Linked DNA regions of Oryctolagus cuniculus: region 1 is linked to region 2. Evidence: chromatin contacts called from public Hi-C data. All regions are on one chromosome and are shown on one strand. The core of a region is the stretch at or near the end of the contact, and the rest is flanking DNA. Distances in the headings are between cores, read along the strand shown.

The links. Hi-C and Micro-C count contacts between places; a contact is called where the count stands out from the background.
Region 1: a Hi-C map of an unstated tissue shows a contact between it and region 2, with 4 times the contacts expected there. The contact joins the enhancer-like site here to the promoter of TSEN2 in region 2. A contact is called at or near these places in 2 of 6 Hi-C or Micro-C datasets (ear pinna and an unstated tissue).

What each region holds. Positions count from the first base shown.
Region 1 is chr10:114,915,198-114,917,897 of mOryCun1.1, forward strand. All of the region lies in intron 2 of PPARG (peroxisome proliferator activated receptor gamma), which reads right to left. Among named protein-coding and RNA genes, the nearest start is that of PPARG, 36 kb to the right of the region's middle. Within about 2 kb of position 1,279, at least 1 of the 8 cell types and tissues checked has an H3K27ac peak or open chromatin away from gene starts, as enhancers often do. A contact at or near this core is called in ear pinna, where this site is marked.
Region 2 is chr10:114,769,606-114,772,305 of mOryCun1.1, forward strand. TSEN2 (tRNA splicing endonuclease subunit 2) reads right to left here and starts at 1,385. Exons shown (of 12, transcript XM_051851720.2): 1 at 1,296-1,385.

The DNA of each region.
Region 1 (2,700 bases), core at 29-2,528, 150 kb after region 2:
CAGCATTTTTAAAAAAGACTTATTTATTTATTTCAAAGTCAGAGTTACACAGAGAGAGAAGGAGAAAAAGAGAGAAAGAGAGAGAGAGAGAGAGAGAGAGAGAGAGAGAGAGAAAGGTCTTCTATCCGCTGGTTCACTCCCTAGTTGACTGCAACAGCTGGGCCAGAGCTGTGCTGATCCGAAGCCAGGAGCCAGAAGCTTCCTCGGGGTCTCCCATGAGGGTGGAGAGGACTTGGGCTATCCTCTACTGTTTTCCCAGGCCATAGCAGAGAGCTGGATCAGAAGTGGAGGAGCAGGGACTCGAACCGGAGCCCATACGGGATGCCAGCACTGCAGGCGGTGGCTTCACCCACTATGCCACAAGCGCCACCCCAGATCAGCATTTCTTAAGCTTCACTAATACATGAGTCTCTTTAAAATTAGAAGAACAATCCTACAGACCTGCCAAAGCTGTGCCTTCCAACTCCTCAGAGATGTAATAAACCCAGGGTAAAAAAATGCATACAAGAAAGCAAAGTCTCAGTCCATCAAAGTATCCTTGAATTGTGATGTGTGGGCCCGAGAGTGATTTTTTTGGATTATCATGGACATGAAAACACAATATTTAAAAATTTCAAAACTCTAAGAGCCCAAAAATACATTTGTGGATCTCCAGAAATCTGAGGATCCCAGTTTGAGAAAAGATGGTCTAAAATGTCTCATTCTGAGGAAATGGATGTTTATCTTCTGAAGTGCTTCTCAGTGAATCATTCCCTACTTGTGGACTCATTAAACTGCGATTTGGGAAAGAATACAAGAGATTCCACAGTCTTAAAGCATCCAGAAAATGTTCTTATTTGAAGAGAGACAGCTTCTTGGGTTCTGATTTTGGAAACAGCACAAAAAGCCTTCGACGTTAATCCCGTGTAGTGGCGATGGGGAGGTGACCGGAAGCATCGACCTGTGCTCACATATCTTTGACTACATTGAGAAGCATGTGAGAAAGTGGATTAAAAAGCAAGAACAGAAAGGCAAAAGGTACACAACTCAATTAAAAATAATACAGGACCTGAACAGACACTTCTCCAGAGAAGATGTGCAAAGGGTCAGAAAAGCACATGAAAAGCTGCTCACCATCACCAGTCATTAGGGAAATACACAACAAAACCACAACCAGAATGCAACCAGACAGCCATTACACAAAAATACAATCATGGGGACAACAGCCTAGCAGTTATCCCAAATCAGAGAACCTGGGTTCAGCACCTCTATCTAGCTCCTTTTTCCTACTTCCCGGCAATGCAGACCCTGAGAGCTAGTGGTGACGGCCCTCGTGGTTGGGTTGCTGCCACCCACATGGGAGGCTTGGATTGAGTTCCAAACTCCCGGTGTTAGCCTGGCCTAACCCTAGCTGTTGGGGACATCTGGGGAGTATACCAGTGGGTAATAGCTTGCTCTCTCTCTCTCTCTCTCTGCCTCTCAAATTCTTAAAAATAAAGTAAAAAAGTTTAAAAAGTGTTGCTAAGGATATGGAGTCATTAGAACCCACTCATATTGCTGGTGGGGATGTGGAATGGCGCAGCAGCTGTGGAAAACAGTTTGGTAGTTCCTTAAAAAGCAAAACATAGAATTACCATATGACTCATCAATTCCGTTTCTAGGAATACACCCAGAAGAACTGAAATCACGGGCTTAAACAAGTACTTGAACAGCAATGTTCATTGCAGCATTATTTGCAATAGCAAAAGGTGAAAACAACCTAAGTATATATATCAACGGATTAACAAAGCTTGGCACATCTATGTGGTGGTAGAATATTCAGTCCTAAAAAGAAATGGCATTTTGACACATGGGTGAACCCTGAAGACACTGTGCTTACTGAAATAAGCCATATAATCTCATTTATATGAAATAATTGGCATAGGAAAATTCAGAGAGACATAAGGAAGAGAAAAAATCACAAGCTAGGGGTGGATGGTAGGGAAATATTTTCTAATGGACACAAAGTTTCAGTCTGGAGTGATGAAAAGTTTTCAAAGTAGAGAGGGGTGATGGCTACACAATGCTGAATATAATAAATGCCGGTGCACTTAAAGTGGTAACTTTTATGTTAAATAAGTTTACCATGATTTAAAAAAAAAAATGACAGAAGGTAGGCAGCTTCTTATTTACTAGTCAGACATCTGCACTGCCCATCTGCTCATGAGCGAAGATGCAACCCTGTCTTCAAGAGAAAACCTTGTTCTACAATCAAAGATTTCAAGAATTAGCATCAGTAAGTGTACGACTAACAACTTTTCCACCTGCTTCTTTCGGAGTTATGGAGGCTTCCTTAACTGGTGTATGTCCACCAAGCAGTACCAGCTTATTAGTAATCACTGTCAGTGATGGATGCTAAAGGCCTCGAGGGTAATATAAAAAATGTACACATTCTGATTTCCTTCGTTCCTTTTTAACTCCCTCTAGTGGAGTTTATGACAAGTGGTGAAATGACCACCAGAAGCAGGAGAGAAAAGTGAGAATTCAGCTGCTCTACGGGAAACGTTTTCAGAACAGAATGTAAGACTGCGGTATCTCAATCTCAACCTTACAGTAGCAGTACAGAGCTTTTACCAGTGTCATTTAGATACTCAAGAATCACTCTTCATTGCGCAGTTTGTTTGCTTCGTTTCTGACAACATACGGTCATAAGTTTCAACTTGACAAGTGCTTCTGACGATG
Region 2 (2,700 bases), core at 135-2,634:
GCGGCCAGCAGGGGCCTGCGAGGTGGGCGGGCCCAGCCCCACCAGGAACACTACCCGCGCCCACTAAACCCACAGGCAGGACTGGCTCAGCAGTCAGGGCTCTCGGTGCAAACACTGGCTTCGACTTGACACCACTGCAGTGTCTTTTCTTTTTAAAGATCTATTTATTTGAAAAGCAGAGAGAGAGAGAAGGCAGGAGATGAGAGAGATCTTCCATCCATTCCCAAATGGCTGCAACAGCCAGGTCTGGGCCAAGGCGGAAGCCAGGATCCAGGAACTCCACGCTGGTCTCCCCCATGGGTGGCAGGGCGCCCGGCGTCCAGGCCACCCTCTGCCTGACCCTGACGCGGAGCAGCTGGGACTTGAACTGGCACTCCAGTACGTATGGCGTGCCAGGGTCACGACCGGCGGCTTGGCCCTCTCAGCCATAACGCCAGCCCCCACTGCAGGTTCTCTGGCGGAGAAGTGAACAGATGAAGAAACCAGCCTGGGAGTGGTGTTCGTGTGTGCACGGTGGGCAAGGGTGAAGGCTGGCAACGCGGTACCAGCGGTTCAACAGCTGCTTGAGCCACGCCTCCCGTCGGAGCCCCGGGTTCGAGTCCTGGCTGCTCTGCTTCTGACACGGCTTCCTGCGAGTGTGCCCGGGGTGGGAGTCACTGGTGATGGTTCCAGTGCTTGGGCCCCTGCCCGCCCCGTGCGCGAGACCAGGACGGATTCCCGGCTCCTGGCTTTGGCCTGGCTCAGACCTGGCCCGAACGCTGCCGCCAGCTGGGCTCGGCCGCTCTGCCTGTCAAATAAATCAACCTTACAACAACAAGCCAGGCCTGCTCCTTACTCTCCCCTCCGGGGAACAACGGGGCGCCTAGCCGCGCAGCCTCCCCAGGGAAAAGCACGCTGGACGCTCCACCCGCGGACGGCGAGGAGGACGGGCGAAGCAGACACACCTGCGCGGCGCGCAGCAGCCGCAGCCCGAGCACCGCGGGCGGACACACGCACGCGCGGGCCGCGGCCGGGCGCTGGCCAGCCGCATTCCTCGGCCCCCTCCTTCCTCGGGGAGGCCCCCGCCCCGACCCTCCAGCGGCCGCGGCTCCCCTCAGGCCGACGGCCGGGCGCACGGGGCAGTGCCAGCGCCGGACGAGGCGTCGGCGTCCGCAGCAACGGGCGGAGGACTCGGCGCCCGGCAGCACGCGGAAGCCTGGCCCCTACCCGGCCCTCGCCGGTCCGGCCTCGGGCGCCTCCCCCTCGCCCCGCTGACCGAGCCTCCATCCCGCTCGCTCCCAGCCCGGCCTCCTTACCTGTCTCGGCTCCACGCGCTCGCCGTAACCTCGGCAACGCCGGTCGGGGCGCCAACACCGCTGCCGTAAAGCGGCACGGCCGCAAAGCTAGCCGACTGCGCAGCCGCAGAGCTCACGGGCGCGCCCCTCGGCTGTTGGCGGAGTGCGCCTGCGCAGGCCTGTAGGCGGGGCCCTTGTGCACCTGGCTCGCCTCCTCGCGTGCTCTCTAACCCGGGCGGCGCGAATTCTGGCCCGAGATGACACGGACAACCCCTCTGTACAGATGCTACGCTCCTTTCACTCCCCCTCACAAACCCATTTCACAGACGAGGCGCGCAGTCGCCTGTCCAGTGTCACCCAGTGACACCGTTACAGGTCATGGAGCTGAGACCTAGAGTCCTCGCCCCCCGGAGGCACGGGACCCTTGAGGCCACCAGACCTGGGGGAAAGGACCCTCTGAGGCCGGCCCTGAAGGCGGCCCCTGCTTTCTCTGTGTGCAGCGCGGCCCCGGGCGCACCTGTCGGGCCCCCGCAGACACCTGTGCGCCCCGGCTGAACCACAGCCCGGGAATTCTGAGGTGTCGCCGCCACCTCCCTTGGTCCCAGGGGGGCTGTGAGTTGCAGGTCCGACGAGAGGCCGAGACCACAGCCGGGGTCTCCGCCTCCCGGCCTGGCACCCGTCGTTTCGGGATTTGGGATTCACTGGTTATGGGATTTCAGGTGACGTCACCTGGAGCCCTGTCCACCCGGAGGGTTGGGAGCAAAGCCACTGAACAAGAGATTCTTCCCCAAGATTTTCTCCTCGACGTACAATCAGTGTTTTAAACTTAAAAGAGGTATTTGGAAGGCACCGGGACAAAGAGAAGTAGAATCTTCCACGCGCTGGTTCGCTCCCCGAATCCCACCATAGCCAGGGCCGGGCCAGGCTGAGCCAGGAGCTGGGAACACCATCTGGGCCTCCCACGTGAGGCTCGGCACTGGGCCATCGCTGCTGCCTCCCGGGGTGCGTTAGCAGGAAGCCGGATCGCAAGCCGAGGTGGGACCAGCGCCAGCCCCTCCAAGGTGGGTGCAGGGGTAACCAAGCAGCTGCCGGCCCGGCTGTGCCACCAGGCTCGCCCCTCACCGTACATTTGTAAATAACCTTTTCTCATCATTTTTCAGGTTTTCCCCGAAGCGGACAGGACCGTGTAGTGCGTGGTCTCCGCACCCCCGCATCTTGGATGGACATCTTGCGTCTTTAACTCACTCAGTAGATGCTGCTGGCCCCCTGCTGGACGGTTTTAAAACAACCCCAGAGAAGCGGCATTTAAGTCCGCAGCGCCGAGCGATAAGGAAATGCTGCGTCACGCGTGCATGGCATAGCTTCACACGCACGACTGTCACTGTTCCAGATAGTTCCGTTCTGCAAACAGCCACTCAGTGAAGGC